Regions from separate parts of the Mus musculus genome. Here all the other regions are linked to region 1. Evidence: chromatin contacts called from public HiChIP or PLAC-seq and promoter capture Hi-C data. All regions are on one chromosome and are shown on one strand. The core of a region is the stretch at or near the end of the contact, and the rest is flanking DNA. Distances in the headings are between cores, read along the strand shown.

Evidence for each region. HiChIP or PLAC-seq counts read pairs in DNA pulled down with a chosen protein or histone mark. Capture Hi-C pulls out chosen DNA fragments and counts their contacts.
Region 2: an HNF4G HiChIP or PLAC-seq map of pancreatic cancer cells shows a contact between it and region 1. The contact joins two enhancer-like sites. A contact is called at or near these places in 5 of 484 Hi-C or Micro-C datasets (the 3T3-L1 cell line, the C2C12 cell line, cortical glia and 2 more) and 3 of 115 datasets of contacts at active chromatin or transcription factors (embryonic stem cells, memory CD8 T cells and pancreatic cancer cells).
Region 3: a promoter capture Hi-C map of liver shows a contact between it and region 1, with 2.8 times the contacts expected there. The contact joins two enhancer-like sites. A contact is called at or near these places in 1 of 39 promoter capture datasets (embryonic stem cells), 3 of 15 datasets of contacts at CTCF or cohesin (embryonic stem cells, large pre-B cells and pro-B cells), 22 of 484 Hi-C or Micro-C datasets (B cells, the HL-1 cell line, bone marrow-derived macrophages and 7 more), 15 of 115 datasets of contacts at active chromatin or transcription factors (the 230-238 cell line, CD8 T cells, acute myeloid leukemia and 10 more) and 4 of 9 other capture datasets (adipose tissue, embryonic stem cells, liver and 1 more).

What each region holds. Positions count from the first base shown.
Region 1 is chr4:9,014,426-9,017,520 of GRCm38.p6, reverse strand. No RefSeq gene overlaps it. Among named protein-coding and RNA genes, the nearest start is that of Gm34428, 7.4 kb to the right of the region's middle. Within about 2 kb of position 1,645, at least 93 of the 459 cell types and tissues checked have an H3K27ac peak or open chromatin away from gene starts, as enhancers often do. A contact at or near this core is called in the C2C12 cell line, liver and pancreatic cancer cells, where this site is marked.
Region 2 is chr4:8,515,129-8,518,223 of GRCm38.p6, reverse strand. No RefSeq gene overlaps it. Among named protein-coding and RNA genes, the nearest start is that of Rab2a, 19 kb to the left of the region's middle. Within about 2 kb of position 1,408, at least 70 of the 459 cell types and tissues checked have an H3K27ac peak or open chromatin away from gene starts, as enhancers often do. A contact at or near this core is called in the C2C12 cell line and pancreatic cancer cells, where this site is marked.
Region 3 is chr4:8,754,090-8,757,184 of GRCm38.p6, reverse strand. All of the region lies in intron 2 of Chd7 (chromodomain helicase DNA binding protein 7), which reads right to left. Among named protein-coding and RNA genes, the nearest start is that of Gm46841, 38 kb to the right of the region's middle. Within about 2 kb of position 1,669, at least 20 of the 459 cell types and tissues checked have an H3K27ac peak or open chromatin away from gene starts, as enhancers often do. A contact at or near this core is called in liver, where this site is marked.

The sequences.
Region 1 (3,095 bases), core at 396-2,895:
CAAACTTGCCTTAATTCTCCTACCTCTGCCTCCAGAGTACTGGGGTTACATGGAGACATCACCACAAAGGACTCTGCTTAGCTGATGTATAATACAGCTAGGGACACCAATCTTCATCTCCGTATCCATTGTCTGAGTGTCCACCCTCTTACGTACCAACATGCCAAAGAGAAAAATATTACCCTCTCTAATTTTTCCTTCCTTAGCTATTGATAAAGAAAACACATTCATCAGTCCTCACGTTTGGGCTCAGGCTTCTGCCAGGAGACCCGTACACCCCAAAGCAGTTACAAACCAGAGTGGAAGGGGAGGGTTGGCATTTAGCCGTGGTAGAACTAACAGGTTGATCAGCATGGTTCACTGGTCGGACGATGGGGAATACCTTAAACAATTCCATCAACATTGATCTACTTTAACCAGGTGATATGCTAATGAGTCAACCTTCTTGCTCCCTAGGTGACACTACTTCACAAACCATCAGAGCACACCACCTTTGCAAGAAGAAAAAAAGCCACGGAAGAAGCTGTGAGTTGACACTTGCAGATGAGTCTAATTCCCCGTGTCCTCTGGATGCATGCCGTGTTGGGAGAACTCCATGCACATCGAGCTGATTTTTGCTGTCATCAGAACTGACCTTCCATCCCCCAGGAGGCCCCGAGCCTGTCTGCTACAATGACAAGGAAAGGAGCCAGCCTTCAACCTGGGGCCCTCAGATGTGCAGCACAACAGGCCATGTTCAACCTCTATGGGGCAGCTGGATCACATGAATTTTTTAAAAGTAAAACAACTGATTCGGGAGGAGGGGGGAGGGGGATATGTTGGTACTTTTTCCCCCTGTGAAATCCCAGTGGAGGAAATGCGTGGCCCAGTGTGTTGATCTTGGCCTGGGCATACACAGTGCCTCTGTTCTGAGGATGAGCCGACGCATGCAGATGTGCAGAGCAGCCATTTCCAAAGGTTAATTAAATATTACCATTGTTTTCCAAGCTATTAATGTCTGTTCTTTTATTTCTTCATGAGAAAGGTTTTGCCCCACTCTGAAAGCCATTTGAATCTGCTTCTCAGTTCCTGCCCCCTCTTAAAGCCCCAAAAGAGAATGACCAGAGGGCCAGTCAGGAGGGACAGAACTGTGGTAGCAAGCCATGGAGATTTCTGCGCTAGAGGCAAGAGGCAGCTTGGAGCTGGGGAAGGAGGGACAGCAGCCAGGGCAGGCTAAGATGAGGTCCCTGCAGCACTTCAGCTCCAGCTGGAGGCAAGAAGCCTGTGATTTCAAAAAGGTTTTCTTACAGAAGCAGAAAGGAAGCTGCCAGCTCTTTCCACCTTTGTGTGTTGGTAAAATAACCGACTGTTTCTGAATTTAGTAACTGATACGTTTTGGCTTTCATTGGTTCTGGGAAAGGATCTGGGTGGTCAGTGAACACAGTCAGGAACATGGCCTGCTTTGCAATGTCAGTGTGTCCCTTGTCACCTCCAAATGACATGGTTTCTCTCTCCCGCCTGAGGTGACCTGTTGTGGCAAGGACAAGGGCCTCAGTGCAGTGGGGGAAGGGACTGGAAGACGGACAACGAGGGATAATAAGACCAAGGTCACAGAGAGGACACGGTTCCCTCTGGCAGGAAGTGCCACCCTCTGTGACAGCAGTTTACAAGAATCCTGAGCCACGATGAGCACAGCAGTCTGCAGGAAGTCTCTGCGGACAGCCTATCTTCCAGGGAGAGCCGAACATGTTTTGTTTGCAAAGTAATAATGCCTCCCTGGGTGCGGGCAGGACACAGCAGACCTACCACATAAGGACTGAAACACAGGAGCGGAATGAAGACAGGTGCCAACCAGGTGCCGCAGGTGGCCTGGGGGTTGGCCCAGAGGAACTAGGGAGCAAAGAATAGTGCCAACTCTGGCCATGAGCTCCGTGCCTCTCCCCCCAGGCACAGATCATACACTCTGAAATTCCATCCTCTCAGAGCTTATTAACAGGGCACTCAAGTGCAGACTCTGCGGCCAAATGCTCTGGGTCCTAAGCCCATTTCTGCCACGCCCTCACTGAGCCACTTCAATATGTCTCATTTCCTAGCATTTGTATTTTTCATCTGTAAAATGGAGCCAAATCCTTTGATGCTGTAAACTTCCTAGAATGATTAGAGAAGGACAAAGCTGGGGAAAGCACACAGGAAACAGGGAGAGATCAGGAGTGAGGAAAAGTCTAGAGGGAAGAACACTGAAGGGCAGGGCTGGGGAGACTGGGGAGAAAGGAAAAGGAAATCCAAGAAGGGAGAGCAGAAGGCAAGCAGGAGAAGGCCATGATCCCTCTGCCCTCTGGAGGGCAAGGTCCTTGGATGCTGAGGCTCAGCCTGTCATTAGTGGTCCTGATCCAACAGTGGCTCCCCGTGCTGCAGGGCATGTGTGCAGCACACACTGGCCACATGCACGAGTGTGAGGCCGGATGATGAGAGGACCAGATGAAAACGGTGCTTGGACAAGCAAAGCTGAATAAGTAATAGAAAATAGGATTAACTCTATGTAGCAGCTGAATTTATGAATGAATGAATGAATGAATAGCAAATAGCACTGGTAGTACACTCCAAGAGTAAGCAGCAGGACACCTTAAGAAGAAGGTTTGCCTTCCTAACACACATGAGGAAAGCCCTCCAGCTTCTAATGAAGCAAGTACAACTGAGGAAAAAAATACCAAAATATTCTCTTTAGATTGTTAACTTGGCAAATTAAGAAAATCAATCTGACTGAATATTGACAAGGGTACAGACAAGTATGGCTGCCTTGCACCAAATGAGACACATATCCTTAGTACGCAAAGAACTTTCACAAAACAACAAGGAGCCTACCAAAAGTGGGTAAACCGTTTGAATAGGTAACTCAGAACAGGTGGCTGAGACAGGTGAGACGCAGATGCAGAAGCAGAGACGATGGAGATACGGATGCGTGTTCTTATCACAGTCATGGATAGGCAAAGCAAAGCACCACCAGCTCTTGGCCTGTGACATCATAAACATGGATAGCCCCTTCTCTTACACACTGTCATGGATTGAACACACTGGGGTTCTTAGTCAAGGTGGCAGTCTCCAGAATGGATTGTGGA
Region 2 (3,095 bases), core at 159-2,658, 500 kb after region 1:
ACAGGGAGCATCAAAGAGAAAAGCTTATCAGTGTTAGCCCGAGGGAGGGTGGCCTATGCTGCAAAGGGAGAGGCCAAAGGGAGAGGCTGGCAGTGGCAGGGCCAAGATGGCATGCATAGTAGTCCATGTAGTCTACCTGGACTAGAAGGGATGTGTGGAGAAAAGGGGAGTAAGACAGAAGGCCCATGTGTGAGCGTGTACACACACACACATACACACACACACACTCCAAAACAACAACAACAACAACAAAACAATGTCTTAGCTCATTTTCCCTGAACAAAAGCAATCCAAGGAAGAAAGGCTTCTTTTACTTCCCAGTTTCAGGCTGCAGTTCATCATTATCCAGGAATCAAGGTAGCAGAAGCCTGAGCCTGCTAGGATGCCACATCTCCAGTTTACAGGCTGAGGGCTGTGGTTGTCAGCGCTGGATGATTCAGTCAAAGCTGGTCCATCTAGTCAAGGCCAGGCCCATAAAGTGCTGCTGCTCCCATTGAGGGTGGCTCTTCCCACCTCCTTAGCCCAATTAAGAAAGTCTCTCACAGGCATGCCTGTAGGCCATGATCTAGTCAGCCCTCACTGAGACTCCCTTACCACCTGACTCTAGCAAGTTGATAGGAACTATCAAAGCAAACTAAGACACACACAACCCCCACCCCCAAACAACCAAAACTGAAATTTTGAACAGAAAGTTCAGAAAGTTGTGAGATTGTGAAAGTACAAACAGTTTTATCTATAGATCCCAGGCTAGGACACCCCAAGCTGGGGAGAGAGAGAGTGGGGAAGGGTAGGTACAGCCAGGTGTTTGTAATCGCAGCACTCAGAAGGCAGTGGCAGGAAAACAGTTTGAGGCTAGCCTACCAGCAGGATTCAAAACAAACAAACAAACAAACAAACCACCACCAAAAACTCACAAAGTATAAAAGGGGGTGGAGCATAAGTTATGAGCACTGGTTGCTCTTCAGAGAACCAGGCTCAGATCCCAGCACTCACATCAGGTCGCTCTTAAGCATCTGTAACATAAGTTCCAGGGATTTGACACCCTGTTCTGGATTCTGCAGGTACTTCGTGCATATGGCACACTTGCAGGCAAACAAAGCACACACATATACAGAAGTAAAGGTGAATTTTAAAAAGTTTTTAAGCAAAAGCAAGCAGTTACAAATCCCATGGAGTCACACTGTGACTAAGTGTGGTTACTATATCAATATGTTGCGTGTGTGTGTGTGTGTGTGTGTGTGTGTGTGTGTGTGTGTGTTGGAGTGGCAGGGCTAGTTAGGCAAGGATGTGTAGCTTTCCCTTTGAGTGGTAGTCACCAGAAGCAGCTGGGTGGAGCACCTGAGAGAAGCAGAAATCCCTGACTACTTTCTGCACCATGAAGCCAGTGACTCAAATGAGGGTGATCTCCAGGCAGAAAGACTTTAGGGCTTGAGCCACACCCTTTACTTGTTTTTTAAAACAGCCTCATAGCATAGCCTAGCATCCAACTAGCTATGTAGCAAAGAATGACCTTAAATTGCCCCTTCTTCTGTGTACCATGCCTGGTTTTATGTGGTTTTGGGGACTGAGCCCAGGAATTCAGGAATGCTAGGCAAGTAAGTGACTTATCAACTGAGCTACATCCCCAGGGCAGGCTTAAGGGCCATATAAGGGATGGTATCAGGTAAGATATTTACCTTGTTAACAATTGAAAAGGAGGGGAGATGGGGAAAGGATTGTGGGAGGAGGAGACCAGGAGGAGTAAAGTGAATAAGTAAAAAGTAAATAATAATTTTTAAAAAATTGAAAGTCAACACTGGGAATCTACTATCCACTTTCATTACTTCAACAATAATGGTCAATTGCTGGGTTTTCCACCTAAAAATTCCTTGGGGCTGGGTGAATGATGGCTGCATCCGAGCTGCCTTTCTGAGAGGCTCTGCTTGCTTCTAGTATTTCATTTGCAGGTTGCTGTTGGCCTCCCCCAGCGCAAGGGCAGGCCTGCTACCAGAGTGCTCAGCTTCCTGCACAGAGCCCCCCACCCCTGACCCCCCACCCCCCAGCGCACTTTCCCCATACATCTCATTGGTCCAGACTTCTTGCTTACCCTGAACCACTCTTTCTGATGGTTGGCTTACACCCTGGGATCCAGGCACCCTAAAGCAAAACACCGGTGTGCAGGGATGACTGGGTGTCTGGGGCTGCCAGAATGATTACAGCTGAGCTCAGAGATGCTAAATATATCAAGGTGCATGGGATGTGTCTGAAGAGGGAAGAACTGACCAGCCTCAAATGTCAATTGAACCTGTTGCTAAGAAACACTCCGTAGATAAGACCCATTCTAGAAGGTAGCCCGCTGGCTGCATGGGAGAATCTGAACATAGAGGGAAGAACAGAAGAAGCCTTCAGGGAAGGTAGCCAGCAGGAGCTACCACAGAGATTTCACATTTTGAAGAAGGGAGCCTGGAGTATAAATCTTGGTTCTGTCTTTTTTTTTTTTTTTTTTTTTTTTTTTAGCTATGTGGCCTTGGGGAAGTTAACAAACCTTGAAAATGTTATTTCTTGACTAAAAGAAGTGGCGTAATGTACCCGCTCGTGAGATGACCAAGAGGATGAACGGCTGAGGAAGTGTAAAAGACCCAGGTCTGTAGAAGGGCTGAGGGCCTGTTGTTCCTCTTCTTCCTGCTCTTAAGGAGATTCACTTACGTTGAGCTCCTTTATGCACTGTAGAGTGATCAGTATCTTGCCATTTGCAACAAATGTTTTTGGAGATGTTAACATCTTATAATGAGAGCATGAGCCATCATTTAATCCATTAGATCAGGAACATTACAGATGGTCTGAGCACAATGACTTCATGGCACAGATGGCTCACAACAGCAAGTCTATATTAGGAAGAAAAATAGACATAGCAGTTTTAGCCCTGGCTTTCAATTCCTCCTTAAATATACTATTACTATAGGAAATAAATGCATATGTATGTGTACTTGTGTTTGCCTTGCTATATGTTTCACTTAGGCCATATGACTTTTCTTGATTCCTGTGGGAAACGAGGTTTCTTACCTCTCTAGACAAGCAGCTTCTGGAATGTTCCTTAGGCTTCTGCTCTCATAGTC
Region 3 (3,095 bases), core at 420-2,919, 260 kb after region 1:
CAACCAGGGCTATACAGAGAAACCCTGTCTCGAAAAACCAAAAAAAAAACAAAAACAAAAAAAAACCAAAAACAAAGCAGAGTGTCAGGCAAGGACTAAGTCAGGTTTCCAGGAAAAGGTTTCCCAGAGGCTTTTAAAATGTTCACAAGATGGCACAGTATAGTAACAACAACAACAACAACAACAACCACTGAGTCTTCTAGATCTTTTATTTATTTCTAGAAACCTCAGCACGATGTGGGGATAGCACAGAGCATTATTACCCATTGTCTACACCTTAACTTCTATTCTCCTTTATGGTCAGTATTTAAGGGACAAACTAAGGAATGGAACACAAATACATCCAAATTACATTTATTCTAAAAACACAGTGTTTCACATCCTAAAAACTCCACCGGAACTTTCTATCAGAGAGAATGACCCTGGAACTAGGCAACACGGAACTGGGCTACACTAGTCTTTCAGCAACTTGGGACTTAGCTACATGAGAGAAGACCCATTTAGAGAAGCTCTTCAAATGAACAACTCCTGGTGCACAGGGATAGATGCCTACCCCTGGACTAAGCCCTCCTTCTCTCCCTTCATATTCCTCAGGGTTGCAGGAATATAGAGCAGAGGGTGTACCCTGTGCTCAATGCCATGTTTCAGGTCATGAGATAGGCAAGGCCTGAGCCATTCTATCAACTTCGTATCACAACTTGCTAAGCCTTAGCTGTTGTCCTCAGCCTCTATCCACTCTCCCTCGACTCAGACTGATCCTCCATACCTCCATAAGGAGCATTACTTCCCCATTGGGCTCTCTCTTTCCCTAAAAGCAAAGCTGTTTTCTGTCTTTCAACCAAAAGCACAGAGAGCACCTCCATTGTTTGAGTAATGTTCCATGAAATCAGGAAATAAAGTCAAAACAATGTCTGACGCTAAAATTAGTGAAGCTAACTTGGCGACAGGTAACTGTGGACACTTGCTACAGGACAGTGGTTTGTTTTGGGGTCCCCACTGGGCTTTCACAAGATGGTACTGCTGATATCACTGCACTTCCACCCAGAAAGTAGAGAAGCCCCTTTCTTTAGAAATGAAATGAAGGCCCTGTGGCTAAGGAAGTTGCTCAAGGTAAAGGGTTGGAATGTCTGGCTCTGACCACTGTTTCTAAATTCTATGGCTGGGGCCTGTAATGTCAGAACTGCTTTGAGATGACACCAAGTGTTTGCTTTCTCTCCATGAAATAGTTCAGGAATACAACTTTTTTTCTTTTTTCTTTTCTTTTTTTTTTTTTTTTTAAGTATAAAACCTGCTGGACAGTGGTTGTGTGCACCTTTAATCCCAGCATTCAGGAGGCAGATCTCTGAAAGTTCAAGGCCAGCCTGGTCTACAGAGTGAGTTCTAGGACTGCCAGGGCTCAGGGCTGGGTGAGTTGGATGAGAAACTCAACAAGCTTGTATGTCTGTGGAAATTCGGTGGGCATTCCTGCATACTTCAATCTTGAACTCCCATGGTATCTTACAAGAAATTCAGTATGGACTTGGTAGTTCTCGAGCAAAGCACAGTTAGAATGATGTAGTTGCCCAGGCTGAGTCATTCAGAAAGAGGCGAGATCACATGAGAGCATTCTGAATTATTCACAACCAACCTCTTCACACCTGGCAACACGAGGGTAAAGGTCATAAGCTACACCCTAGAGATGAAAGTTCATTGTCGAGGGGCGTTACCCCACCCGAGCCTCTGGGGCTGCTCTCATTCTGGTCTCACTGAAGGATCAGGTTCAGGGAGGTTAAATCACTTATCCTGTGTCACCAACCTGCTTAGGGGCAAACAGAGATTCAAACACCCTTCTGATTTTATTTTTCAAATCAACTGATTGCCCCCAAAACTAAAGAGGTTACCAAGTTAAACACAAATAGGGAAGTAAATGCCAAGAAAAATACAAACAGAGCTGAGCCTATGAAGAAACACCAGCTCAAATGCCCGGGCCTGCGGCCTTAGAAAAGTTCTGACTTTGTCTTTTGAGGTGCCCACTTAGACCACAGACCCCTCGGGGTCTCCCAGACTATATAGCACACAACACTGGCCCCCATGGGGCTCAGAAGCCAGGGCTGCTACTGTCCTCTGAAAACTGTAAGTAGTAAGTAAGAGAGCACTTCTCTTCTGGGGGCCACCAGAATGTCCTCAGGGAGCCCCAACAAACTGTTGGCCTTCCCACTGCTGGGATGAAAAGTCAGAAACAAGGAAACAAGCATTGTAAAGACCCCTCTATTCCCCCCCTCCCTTTTGTTTTGTTTGTTTGTTTGTATTTCAAGACAAGGTTTTCGGCATAGCCCAGGCTAGTCTCCAACTCTGGGAAATCTGCCCGCCTCTGCCTGGGATTAAAGGTGTATACAACCACCTCTCAGCACGATCCCTTCTTTACTAACACAATACTTTCCCAAAACTAGGCCACATTCATTTCTGCCTTGGAGGTAACAGAGGTTGGCCCACCTTAGGACAGACCCATCAGGTATTTGTCCCTGAGTCAACAGGAAGGGAAACCTCAGAGCTGGCTCCGAGGCTGGCTCTCCATCAGGACATACAGCTCTGATGGCAGCTGTCTTCCCATTTCCTATCAGCCTCTGGGCATGCTGCAGGAAAGAGTGAGGGGAGACTTCCTGGATATCTTTCCAGAAGGCTGACCACTCTGTCTCATGGGAAGTCTGCTCTGCCCCCATGCATGGGTGGGCACGGTGAGCCATCTCTGCAGTGCTCCTGAGACACTGGGCGCACCAGGCTGAAGCAACTATACCTTTGCTCTGGCAGCCAAAGTCAGGCTGAAGCCCCAGCACCACTTGACTGTTGACTGTGGACTGAACTCACCGTGAAGGCAAAGCCTTTCCTTCACCCAGATTCAACCTTCTCTGCTTCCACTACCAGATCTCTGATCCCAACTTTCTTCGCAAGCCTGGACAGCTGGTTCCCACTTCCTGTTGCTCACCCAAGTTTTCCAACGATGACATGGCCACCAGGAGTAATTCCTCATTTAAGTCAAATTCCGTAAAACAGGATACAGGATCCTAGCATCCTCTCCCTGGCCTGAGCCTTCCCTCTCAAAGCTGCTTCTCCCTGAA